Regions from separate parts of the Mus musculus genome. Here all the other regions are linked to region 4. A link is a contact called in public promoter capture Hi-C data. All regions are on one chromosome and are shown on one strand. The core of a region is the stretch at or near the end of the contact, and the rest is flanking DNA. Distances in the headings are between cores, read along the strand shown. Region 1 holds the start of Cdk12 (cyclin-dependent kinase 12). Region 2 holds the start of Hexim1 (hexamethylene bis-acetamide inducible 1). Region 3 holds the start of Mllt6 (myeloid/lymphoid or mixed-lineage leukemia; translocated to, 6). Region 4 holds the start of Acly (ATP citrate lyase).

The links. Promoter capture Hi-C pulls out the DNA fragments that hold promoters and counts their contacts.
Region 1: a contact with region 4 is called in a promoter capture Hi-C map of pre-B cells, with 5 times the contacts expected there. The contact joins the promoter of Cdk12 here to the promoter of Acly in region 4. A contact is called at or near these places in 3 of 39 promoter capture datasets (cranial neural crest, liver and pre-B cells).
Region 2: a promoter capture Hi-C map of cranial neural crest shows a contact between it and region 4. The contact joins the promoter of Hexim1 here to the promoter of Acly in region 4. A contact is called at or near these places in 2 of 39 promoter capture datasets (cranial neural crest and pre-B cells) and 1 of 9 other capture datasets (liver).
Region 3: a contact with region 4 is called in a promoter capture Hi-C map of pre-B cells, with 4 times the contacts expected there. The contact joins the promoter of Mllt6 here to the promoter of Acly in region 4.

What each region holds. Positions count from the first base shown.
Region 1 is chr11:98,202,046-98,205,414 of GRCm38.p6, reverse strand. Cdk12 (cyclin-dependent kinase 12) reads right to left here and starts at 2,110. Exons shown (of 14, transcript NM_001109626.1): 1 at 1,005-2,110. The coding sequence starts at 2,047. It overlaps Gm38963 (a long non-coding RNA gene), which reads left to right and starts at 2,785. Exons shown (of 4, transcript XR_880193.2): 1 at 2,785-2,884.
Region 2 is chr11:103,115,049-103,117,985 of GRCm38.p6, reverse strand. Hexim1 (hexamethylene bis-acetamide inducible 1) reads right to left here and starts at 1,661. Exons shown (of 1, transcript NM_138753.2): 1 at 1-1,661. The coding sequence starts at 1,064.
Region 3 is chr11:97,661,999-97,664,922 of GRCm38.p6, reverse strand. Mllt6 (myeloid/lymphoid or mixed-lineage leukemia; translocated to, 6) reads right to left here and starts at 1,511. Exons shown (of 20, transcript NM_139311.2): 1 at 1,243-1,511. The coding sequence starts at 1,351.
Region 4 is chr11:100,526,462-100,529,557 of GRCm38.p6, reverse strand. Acly (ATP citrate lyase) reads left to right here and starts at 1,558. Exons shown (of 28, transcript NM_134037.3): 1 at 1,558-1,763.

The sequences.
Region 1 (3,369 bases), core at 861-3,360, 2.3 Mb after region 4:
GTTCAAGCCAGTGATATATATACTGATTTATAAAACATATGCATGAGTTATTTTCTCTGTCAGTGGCATTCACTTATAAAATGTACTGAGTCATACTATGTATATGGCACATTATTTATCATGCTTCATTATTTACTAATCTTCACAAGAGCCTTGAAGTAGGTAGTTTTTATTCCTATCTTCCAAATGAAGAAACTCTGGTATGGAAAAATTAAATAATTTGCCGTAGTTCACAAAAAAAAGTATTAAGATTCTACTCAGATAATATACAGCTCCTGTTCTGTTGTTGTGGACAGAGATGGGTCTATACATGAGACAGGATAGATAATTTCATAGATAATTTCAAATTAACAATCTTTCTTACAAAAATAGCAAGCCGAAGGCATTATTAGCACATATTTCAAAGAAAATTTTGAAAACTACCAGTGTTTCAACACTAAGTAAGTGGTCAACATTGGTACTGTAAACAAATCTCAATCACTTTTTGCTAAACTCTATCAAAAAGTACTCTCGTTATCTTAATTTTCACTTAACAGTTAAAAGACAGGACTTTTCAGAAGTAAAACAGTGATAACTATAGACTTGGGAACATGGTAGACAAAATTGATTACGATAACTTATGCAAACAGTAGAAACGAAAATTTGTAACTTCTTAAAATTCTCTTGTGAGTTCCAATAAAGTTTAAGCACTGGTATCAACACGACTTACAAAATTTTAAGACAAAGCAACAAACAGCTAAACGAGTTCTGAAGACTATGCACCCGCTAGGTAGAAGCAAGTTCTCACAGCTGAAAGTTCTCCATTACTGCAAAGTACCTTACCTACCTTGCTTGAATAGTTGGAGGCACTTGGAATGTTTACTTCTCAATTGGGCGAGGGGAAAGCCAAACTTACCTAAATGACTTGTCAAAGAAGAACACTGAAAGCTTTAACAAAATGTTAAAGACTCATTTTCAATTCCTCCCAACCGACCCTACCTTAGGAAGGACAGACAACAGCTCACCTGGGGAGTGGACTCCGACTCAGAGACCTCTTGCTCAGGAAAGGGCTGCTTGATCGCCTTCGGCCATAGGGGCTGGGTGATCTCCCGCTGTAAGAGCCGCTCCTTTCATAGCTGGAGGACCGTCTCCGGCTATAGGGACTCACAGACCTCTGTCGTCGGCTGTAAGGACTGGGTGACCGAGTGCTGGACTGGTAAGCAGAAGGCTCTTTGTAAGGTGGGCTGATTGACTGCCTTCTTGAGGTACTTCCAGGACTCTTCTTGTAGGAGTCATAGTTGCTAGAAGTGTGAGACCTTGGGGGGCTAAGATCGTAGTCTTGGCCATAAGAAGCTCCGGAAGGGCTGTCATCTTGCTTGGAACTGTCAGACCATTTCCTATGGGGACTCCTGGATCTCCGTTTAGGGCTAGCCACGGTTTTGTAACTTTTGGGTGTTTCCCTTTTCCGATGACTTTTACTCCGGTCCTTGTATCCAGACTTTAACTCTCGCTCTTTGCGGGTCTTCTCCTTGTGCATTTTGGACGACCTGGATTCCTTGCTGCCGCTTTTGGATAGCTGGGCCTTCCCATAATCATCACTCCCCTCCACGGACCGTTTGGAACTGCCCGATACCCGGTCCTTCATAGATCCAGATTTGGAGACTTCCTGATTTTTTTCCTTTTCCGTCTGTTTAGTTTTTAGCAAGTCTCGGGACCGCCGGTGCTGGTGGTGACGATGTCGGTGCAGGCGATCGCTCCGATCCGTTCCCCGACGTTCCTCGTTCTCCCTCCGGTCTGATTTGAAGGCCGTGTCATCGGAGAAGGTGTCTGAATCAGAGCTGATGTCATCGTACTCCACCAGTGGTTTGATTATGGTACCCAAAGATGCCGCTTCGGGGGTCACCAGCCCCACGTCTTTGGAGTGCTTGGACTTATGCCGCTTGTGCTTCGACACCAAGCGGTGACGCTCCCTGCTGTTGGAGCTGCCACCTCCCGATGACGGCTGCGAAGTTCCAGAAGCTCCTCCGCTCCCGTCCTTCTTGCCCCCATGTCTCTCGGAATTGGGCATTCCCTTTCCCCGGGCCTGAAGCAGGGGAAAAAGTTCCCCGGCGCTCCAAAAAGCCCCACCCTCCCCCCCAGCCCCGACTCCACGCCCCCCGAAGAGCCCCTAGACGGGGGTGGGGAGGGCAGGGACCGCAGGCGAGGCTCCTCCTCCCTCTCGCCGCCTCAGCGCCCTCCTACATGAGGTGGGGGGTGAAGGAGAGAGGGAAGAAACCAAGAGTTCCTCGGCACGGGAGGAGCGCGACGCCGGGAGCTGCTCGAGTCCGCCCCTCACGGCCGCCCACCCCCGCCGAGCCGATATTCGGGCCCGCGAGCCCTGGCGCTCAAGGAAGTAGGAAGGCGTCCGCCGGAGCCTGTGGGGCCGACGGCGGCTCTGGAGCCCCGGGAGGACTACGCAGGCCCTTCCCCTACCCGGTCGCCCGGCTCGGGGCGGCTGGCTTCCTGTCGCCAGGCCTCCGCGGCCTAGGTTGCCTCAGCTCCCCCCCTTTGTCCCTCGTGCCTGAGGGAGCCCCCTTCGCTAGCCTCCGCCTCACACCGACACCTCACAGCCACATCTCACTCCCTCGCCCAGACTCACTCACACACTAGATTAAACCGAAACGGCACTAGAGGGGGAGGGGGAGGGGCGAATGCCGCAAGTATCGCGAGACTCCGCTGGACTCCCGCGATACTTGGCGCTTCCCTTTTCACCTCGACACATTCCTTCACCAGAAAACGCGAGAACGGGACCCAAGCCGCAAACGCAGCCCGTTAGATTCTCGCGATACTTTTCCAACTCCCCCTTTTGGGGGGCTTTATAGGAGCGGAAGTTGCGGAGATTACCTTTAAAATTTAAACCTAAATGGTAATTCTTTGATTAAATATCCCCAGGTTCCGGTGGGGATGGGTCTTAGCACAGCTTGTAAGAAGTCTTTTGATTTAATAGGGTTTAAAAAAAAAAAAAAAAACAAGGGACAAGTGAACATTGGGGACATTACAGCGCAAGTTTGAATATTGGGGATTCTGGTAGGGCTTGGGTTTCTGAGACAGGGTTTCTCTGAGTAGCCTTGGCTGTCCTGGAACTCACTCTGTAGACCAGGCTGGCCTCGAACTCAGAAATCCGCCTGCCTCTGCCTCCGGAGTGCTGCGATTAAGGGCATGGAGCACGCACCACCACCGCCCTGCTTTAAGTCTGAATGTGCAAACAACGCTTGGTACTGCGGAATTTGCTGAGTTTAGGCGTTTTGCATTCATTTTCTCTGCCCTCACACCCATGGGACACTGTCCTCATTGCGAATTTACAGGCAAGGACTCCCGGATTCAGGGGGGCTAGTCAGTAGAAAGGTTAGA
Region 2 (2,937 bases), core at 412-2,911, 2.6 Mb before region 4:
CCGAACTTGGAAAGAGGCGCTCGCTCCTGCTGCCGGTGCAGTTCGTTCTCGGTCAGCAGCTGGAGGTTCTCAGCGCGCAGCCGGTCCAGCTCTAGCTCGAGCTCCCGCACTCGCGCGTCGACGCCTCCCAGCCGCTTGCTTTCCAGCCGCAGCCGGTTATTTTCGTCCTCCTTGCGGGAGAGGCACTTCTCCAGCTCCAGGTACTCTTTGATGAGCTCCTGCTTGCTCATGTTCTGCAGGCTCTCGGCGTGGTACCGCTCGTACGTCTCCGAGAAGTCCCGCTGCAGAAACTCGCTGCCGTCCCCTCCCATGCCATCGCTGCCTCCGTCTTCCTCACCAGCTTCTTCCACAAAATCCTCATCGCTGGTGTCGTCGGATTTGGCGGCTGCCCGCTTGGGGTAAAGGCCGGTTTTGAGATCAGGCTCCTCCTGATCGTGGTCATCCATGAGGAACTGCGTGGTGTTATAGGGCGCAACTGGCTGGCCCTTGGCGAACATCTCGGCTCGAACCCGCGAAGCTCGCAGGCTCTGCTTCTCGTCGAACTTTTTCTTCTCCTCCCAAGTCAGCTTGTAGTAGGGCTTCCAATGCCGCTTCTTCTTTGAGGGGCGTCTCCGATGTTTTTTCTTGCCCAGCTGTCTCTGTTGCTGTCCCCATGGCTCCTCGCCTCCGGCGGCAGGAGCCTCCTGCTTGGTGGCCTCCGAGTCATGACCTGGCTGCACGAGGGACTCTGACATCGGCTCTCCCTCCGCCGACGGGGAGGCACCGCCAGTGGATAAGTCCTCCCCATTCTGGCCCTTCTCGCCCTTCTCCAGGGAGCTCAATTCTGGACAGGCATTCGTCTGCAATGGGGGCAGCTGGTGCTTCAGGCCCCCTTCTCCCTCCTGCCCTGGACGGCTACCGGACTGCAAGGACGCTCTCGATTGCCACCTACTGTCCTCCTTGGGCACCCGTTCCTCCGCGCTTGGGGGGCGCTCAGAGGTATGCTCTTCATGGACAACAGCAGCACCTGTACAGTTGCTAGTTTGAGGCTGGTGTTGATGTTCTGTCAAGAGTGGCTCGGCCATGGCTTAGTAGAGTTCTCTTCTGGAAGTTTGAGAAATTCTGGCTTAAGGAAAGAGGTTTTTCTTTCTTTTCAAAATATGTCCAACAAAGTCCTCTTCGGTCAGTAATTTCTGCAGTGACGCCTTCCGTCCGTCCTGTCAGCAAACTCCAATCGCAACTTGGAGTCCAGTCAATAAAGGGTTAAGCGCACACAAGCGTGGCCAACTAGCAGGTCCGGGGGTTCAGCAGCAGGCACCGTATGCAAATATGCAGAGGGGTGGGCTTCACGCCTCCCCGCCGAGTGCTCCCACAGACGAGGAGTTGGTGCGCAAGGAGAGGAGGTTTAAGTCCAATGGGTTAAACCCAACCCGAAAGGGTTAAAACTACCCGATGACGCTGCCTCGGAGGGGCCGAATCCACAAAGGGTTAAATCCCCTGCCGCAGAGCCCACAAGGGGTTAAAGTCCCAGAGCCGCCACCTCCCACTTCCACGGGTGTCGCTCCAACCCGAGCTCCCAGTTCCTCAGGCCGGGCCGGAGCCTTAGCCGAGGACAGACAAACTCATCTCCCCTCTGGCTCGATGCTCCGCTCAGTTCTCCTCCGCCTCCTCCTCTTTTCCTCCCTCCCTCCCTCCCCCTTCAGACAGCTCTTCTTCCGCCTCCTCCTCCGGCTTCCCCTCCCAACCTGACTTTCCACCTGCCAACTTCCAACTGCTGTCTCCAAGCCCTCGGCGCCTCTTATATATAGAAGCTTGTAAGCCCCGCCCATGCGCATGCGTAACGGAGTCCAGGTGTGGGGCAGCCGGGAGTCGTAGTTCCCTTCTTTCGGGCCCGCCGTCCTCGCGCGCCGTGCAACGTAGCCAATCATAGAATGCGTAGGGGGCGTCTCCCAGGCCGCCTTCTTCCATCGCTTAGCTCTCGCTGAAGAAACGTGAGCAGTCATTGGGCAAGAGTTATTCGTCTCTCCGAGGAAGGAAGACCAATTACAGAGGAGATGGGGCGGGTTCTGGACCATACCATTGTGCTTCAGGAATACAAGAAGATTCCATGACCTTTGGGAGCTTATACAGAATATTTTTATTAAAAGGTGCGTTTGAAAATCTACTGTCATATTCTGTTCTCAGCGGAAAGGTTCTGATGGCCATAAACCGTTTTCAACTTATGCAAAAATGGTCTGTCCCTAAAAAGTAGTCCCTAAAGTGTAAAAGAGGATTAAATTCTATAAAGAGAGCTGTTAGTCGTGATTACTGACATTGGATTCTTAAAATTACAATAATGTCTCTGAGGTAGGTGATGGGTTTCTTGGAGAGAGATAAGCGGAAGGATATTTTGGACAACTATTTATTAAAAAGACGAAAAGCGCATGAAGAAGTAAACAAATGAATTAAGAAGTGCCGCCTTAAAGGGACAGTGTGGTGGCCTGCCGAGCATCAGCTTCAGACTAGGCCTCAGGAACTGAGAGGGCGGGTTCGAGTCCTGAGTGACGTCGGTCCTCAGGCTATCCTGGAGGCCCTTAGGTGAGAGCAGCCACCCAGGCCAAGAGCTATCTCCGCACCAGAGGTGAAAGCAAAGTGGTCCTCCGCGGCCGAGCTCTCCGCCTGAGCCCGGATGGGAAGCGCGTGGTGAGGAGGAAGGACTCGCCCCGAACCTCGGCTTCTGCCGAAGAAAATGGCCTCCCGGGGTCGACTTGGCCTCTTCGCTTCCGATACCGCAAACCTTTCCCTAGCCAGGATACTCTGGAGAGATTGGGCCAATTGATGCGAAGTCTGTGTTGGGGAGGAACCCAAAAATCTATGCGTTCCCGAAAAAAGGGGGTGTCATCCACAGAGATGAGGTGTGTGTGTGTGTTGGGGGGAAGGCTTCGAGAAGGAAAGCTGAAGGCCTTCCCTGAAATGGGT
Region 3 (2,924 bases), core at 262-2,761, 2.9 Mb after region 4:
AGCCATCAGCCAATGGTTCCCCCCCCCACAGAGTAACTGGGGGCAGGCAGGGAAGAGACCCAGCCTACTAAAGCCAGCCCAGTAGGTGGGGCTGCTCCCCAGACCCGGGATCACTCAATGGAACAGGACTACAAGAAATGTCCAACCGCATAGAGCCAGCCTTCAATCACACAACCAAGCATTTCAAACAGGGGCAAAAAGTCTGACAGAGTCCTTGACCTTAAACTTCCAAAGATCCTCCATTCTCATCCCACCCCTCTCCCTTTTTTCTGGACCTGAATTCCTCCCCCTCCCCCCCCCCCCCCCCCGCCGCCTCTGCCCTGACCAGTCCCCTAGGCACCAGAACAAGAAATAGTCATGATTGTAACACGTTTTGTTGTTATGAGGGGAGGGGGGGTGCTTCTTAAAGGGCCAGTAAGGGATAAGCCAAGGAAGTCGGGGGTTCAAGGACCTCATCTTCTGCCTCTGTCACACGTACAGGTCAAAAGTGAAAACAGAGGGCAGGTGCGGGGCAGGTACCCAGAGGAGAGTGGCGGGAAAGGCCCGCAGCCACAGCATTAAGGGTTGTCTTGGGAAGGGGGGTGGTGGTGGTTGCCTGTGCCAGACAGGCGGAGATGCCAGCCTGCGCCCTCGGCAAGATTCCTTAAGGAGTTAACTCCCGAACCATGTGCGGCGGCAGGGGGAAACTCCAAACCTCTCTCTCCTCCATTCCGGCCCCCTGTAAAACCGCTCTCCCAGCCTCAGCTCTTCCCCGGAGGGTTTCAGGATCCCTTCTCCCGTGGGACCCTTCTCCTCCCTTCCCAATTCCGCTCCTCCCAGTATCCGGAAGCGAAGGGGGATGACCCCCCCTTGACCTCTTCCTCCCGGAGCGGGAACCAAAATAAACCGGGCGGGAGGGGGGGTTACCTCGCAGGTAAACATTCCCGGGACAGCCCTGACACCGGCGGTGCGGGGCTCAGGGAGTTCACTCCTTGCGCCCTGGACTCTCCCCAAAACTCCTTCAACTTGGGGTGGGGGGCGCGGGACTGAACAATAGGCAAGAAAACAATGCCTGACCCGGTCCTGGAGGACCAGGCTGGGGATGGGGGGGAGCCCACGCCGCCTTTCGCTTCAGGTGGGTGGGGGAGGGGCAGGCGCCCCAGGAGGGCTCCGGAGGGCGCGGCCGAGGGCACCCCGTGCGCGCGCCGCCCCGGGGTCCCGCAGCTCCCCCCCCCCCGCCGGCCGTCTCCCCCCTCCCCTTACCTTGGTGGACGGCCACGCTGCACGCGTGCCCATCGCAGTAGACCAGCGGGTTTTCGGCCCAGCCCCTCTCGTCCGAACATACGCAGCAGCCTCCTACCATCTCCTTCATACTCCCATGAGCTCCCTCCGGGGCTGGGGCTGGGGGCCGGCCGGCGGGGGTCGGGGGTCAGGGGGGGAGGGAGGGAGCGGGGGCCGCGCGCCTCCTCGCCCCCTCCTCCGCCGCCGCCGCCGCCGCTTCTTTTCTTTGCCTCCTCCTTCCTCCTCCTCGGCGTCCTCCTCCTCCTCCTCGCTCGCTCTGTCTGGCCGCCCCCCCCGCCGTGCTCTCGCCCTCATGCCCCGACGGGCCCCCCCCCCCCAACAATGAGACTCGCGCGCCGCGCTCCCCTTCCGCGCCGCTCGCCGGCTACCAGAGCCGCCCGGCCGCGGTGCAAGCAGGGCCCGGCGGGGGAGGCGCCGAGTGGCACATCGCGGGCGCCCGCCCGCCCCGCGCCGCCCGCTCACGCGCCGCCCCCCCGGCCCCCCTGCCCGGCCGCGGCAGCCATGGCCGCGCGCCTCCGCTCGCTCGCTCGCTCCCGGCCCGCCCGCCGCCGGGTAAAGTCTTAGGTTCAGGGAACAAAGCCTGGCTTGGTAGGGAGCTTTTCGCTCGTGCGCTCAGTGCAGCTTTCCCCGTCTTTTCTTTTTCCCTTTATGACTCTAGGTGGGTAGTTCCCGAGTCCTCCCCTCCGTGTCACACTTTGGGTCTCCGGTCTCCCATCCCCCTTCTCTGGGTGTTCTTCAACCCTAGGGAAATCTAGGGAAGATGAAAAAAACCAGGGCTCTTAAAAAGAACTGGAGCGATGTTAAACCATTTACCCGTGCTTGTTCTTGGAATGGGAATGGTGTCTCTGGATGGCAGCTCATGGGTGCTGTCCCTGGAGGTCACTCTGGAGGGTAGACAATGCCACGTGTAAACTTTTACTTACTTTACAAATCTTTTTTGTTAGTTTGAGACAGGATCACCAGTAGCTCCGGTTAGCCTCGAACTCACCACTTAGTGAAGGATGACCTTGAACTCCCAATTCTGCCTCTGCCACCAAAGTGCTAGAGTAAAGGCGTGCACCACCACGCCCCGCACAAAAATTTGTTGAATGCTAGAGTCGGCTGCGCGCCAGAGTAGAGGTATTCCTGCCCTCCAGGAACTTCCCTTTGAAGTCTTCAATGTCAAGGTCTCTAGGCACCTTAGGGGTACAATGAGGTACCCCACCTTAATTCAAGATCTCTGTTCTAAGTCGTAACTCCACCCCTAGCCTCAGGGCGTGCCTTGCGTTTTAAAGTGAGTAAAGCTGCCTCGGAAGTGCTTGCCAACAGAATCACGCCTTGACTTCTGGGCAGGTATAGAATCACAGTAGCGTACAAAAACGCACCACGAAGGATTAAAGTCCCCGAAATTGGGTCTAGGGTTTGATGGAAAGCGACCCAAGACTTCCCCCAGACTGGTATAAGCCCAAAGACGAGATCTGATTCCCCTTTTTTCTTTGCAAGGGGAAAGACGGCGCCCCCACAGGGACCAAAGGTCAAATACCCCCTCAGCGGGAGGTTGGGTGGCAGAGGGGAGAAGGCAGCCCTGGGGGCTTCATCCACACTTCAAAGACCTCTAGGCCGGGAACGCTTCCTGGGGGGGAGGGGCAGAGGGCTCGGAGAGG
Region 4 (3,096 bases), core at 309-2,808:
AACAGAAAACAAACAGACTTTAATAAAAACTCTGAATTGCTGTCCTCCAGGGCCTGAATTTGAGCAACTTCAGAGACGATATTTATTTACTTGGGGAGAAGTGATCACTCACAGAGATTTGGGTAGGTTCTAGGCCTCTCCCTCAACTGCAGGAGCAAGGGGCACTCTAAACTGTTATTTCTAAAGAATGAGTATTAGGGAAGGGACCAAGAAAAAAAAAAAAAAAAGACGTCATCAAGGAGCACACGCTAGCCAGGAGTGGTGGCACGCCTTTAATCAGGAGGCAGAGGCAGGCGGATTTCTGAGTTCGAGGCCAGCCTGGTCTACAAAATGAGTTCCAGGACAGCCAGGGCTACACAGAGAAACCCTGTCTCGTAAAAAACAAAACAACAACAACAAAAAAAAAACCCAAACAAACAAAAAAAGGAGCACACGCTGGTCAAGAATGGGTGTTACAAGTTCAGCCATCCAAAGACTGGCCGAAAAGGGCCTGGGAGTGGGGGGCCTTGGGAAAGTGTTTGCCCAGGAGAGTGTTGCAACATTGTTGCAGGGAGCTTTTGACCCAGGGTTTTTTGCCAGGGGCACAGCCATGCAGATTCTCTGCACCCTGGGCTGACGCATCACCTGAGCTGATTAAAGGATGATTCTGGCCTCCTTCCTAGAGCTGGAAAATTGTTAGTTTCTGGGTCCATCTGGGAAGACATACTGGGACTAGGGGACAAGCAAGAGAGGCTTCCACTCCAGGGAAGCAGTGAATTCCTGATTTCCAGGACCTTATGATTTATCTATTCTGCCCCAGAAGTTCTCGGGTACCTGTTAGACTGGGCGCTCCAGTTTTGGGTTTGGAAAATATGTTCTATCTTTCGCAAGTAACAGAAAAGAGGAGGTTGTTCATTGCTTTCGGTGTCTTAGTTTGAGGTTGGGGGAGGGAGCAAGAGGTTGGGCAGGGATGGCCCCAGTCCTAAGTTTTAATCTCAGATAAATGATCAGCTCCGCCCAGATCCGCGCTCAGGTGAGCCTGTAAGAGGACTCGCGTTGGGACTGGCGTCCTTCTGGCCTCACTAGTTTACCCCTTCCTCCAATCTATGTCCTAGGTCGGACAGTCTGATTGTGTAGCGTGGTCGTGTAGACTGGCTCTGGTAAATTCCCTGGGGAGGGTTCCAGGAGCGGAGAGGCGACACGTGTGAAAGGAAAGCAGACGTAGCTTTTCAAAAGCAGGTCTAACGCACTGGGTTTGGTGTGGCGGCTTACAAGAGCCTGGGATAAGAACGTCAGTTGCTCTCCTGGGAGGGAGGAAGAGGACGCCAGGTCCAGGGAGAAGTGCTATAGCCTTTTGGGCCAACAACCCCCTCCCTCAGCTACCCAACCCGGCGGCTGGCCGGCCCAGCCCCTGAAACGATCAGGCCACAGCCCCCAGCCTCGTAGGTTCTCCTCCTAGAGCCGCCCGGCCCATCTCCCCATCCTAGGCCCCGCCCACGGCCCCGCCCACGTCCGGGACTACAAGTCCCATCAGCCCCAGGTCAGGCCTGAGGGCGGGGCCACCACAGCAGCGAATGGGGAGGAGCCTAGAGCTCAGGCTAGGGAACGCGTGTGCCCAATCGCCGGGCTGCTTAGCCTGTGAGCTGATGGGGGGCGGGGAGGAGCCCACTTGGGCCGGAACAAAAGCCGGATCCCCGGCTGCTGCAGGCGGCTGGAGCGATCCGAAGAGTTGGGGTGAGCTGGTGCTTACGGACAGAGAGCCACACTCAGGCTTTCTCGAAGAGGTGAGTACGGCAGTCGTAGGCGCGGGTGCGACCCCCCAGTACCCACTAAGCTTCCTGCTTCCCTCCCCCAACCCGGAACCACCTCCGGGCTCCCTGGCTGGGCGCTCCCGCGCGCTCCCTGCACCTGCTCGGAAGTTTTGTGCGGGTCTAAGCTTTATAGTAGTCTTCTCCCCAGCCGCGGGCCGCATGTCTACACCCTCCCAATCCTATTCTAGTTCCTGGGAGTTTGCACATTGCTTGCCACCGACCTTACTTCTCCCTCCTCCGGATTGCCTTTGCGCGTCCTGCTTCTTCTCAGCTCCACCCAGGGCCAGCTCTCGAGTCTAGTCGGGCTTTTTTTGGGACACTTTTTTGGGCCCCATTCGGGTTCCCCACCGGATGCCGGGGCGGGTAGTAGAGATGGCGGTGGCTACTCTCTCCACGCCGGCCGCTCGCAAGCCGGACTCAAGCAGGCCTGTCCTGTTAGTTCTGTGGTGAATCCCTTAAGCTCTATGTCGAAGTGTAGGGAGCGGGCCCTGGCCACGCGGGGTCGTGCTGCTTCAGAGTGCCTGAGGCCTTGCTGCGAGGACTTGGCTCCGGAGCGACGGCGCTGGATGGGCTCTCCCTGCTAAGGAGCTCCCTACTGGTGTAGCCCCCAAACAACAGATGGTCGGAGTGCTCAGGAGTCTGGATGAGACAAGCACCTAGGGTGTGTGTATGTGCGCGGGCGCGCGTGTGTGCAAAGGATGCTACCTACCTCTACCTCCTGTCAGGCCTGGCAGAGGTCTGGTCCCCAAAGCTTGCTGCTTTCTTCAGTCTTGAAATTCTGCTATGAGGGATCCCTCCTGACATAATTTTGGAAAGGACAGCATAAGGCACTTTAGTCTGCCAGCCAACCCTGTCTGTCCCCGCTTTAACTTTGCTCAGCATGTCGGGTTTCTTTACTATCGAGAGATAACTGTCCTGGAAAGATCATTTCCACCTCTTAGAAAGCTGCTTAAACGCTCCCCTCTGCGGGGGGGGGGGGCAGTAAAAGGAGGCCTTGAAGACAGAGTAGCTGCTGTTTTTAATCTCTATTTAGACACTGTCTGCTGTAGCAGGGAATACTCGGAAGAGTTCTGTCCGTTCCTTTGCTATAGGGGATTGCTTGCTTGTCATCCCCTCCCCCTCCCCAGCCCTTAAAGTGAGAGTGTTTTGTCGACCCTCCTCAGTGGGTCCCAGAGGAGTCTTCTTTAAAAGCAGGCTTCATTCATTCACCCTTCCCTCTGGGCTGCTCCTGGGGCCTCAGTGAGTGAATTCAGTCCTCAGGCAGTCACTGTAGAAAATAGCCCATTCAATTCAAAAGATCCCTTTC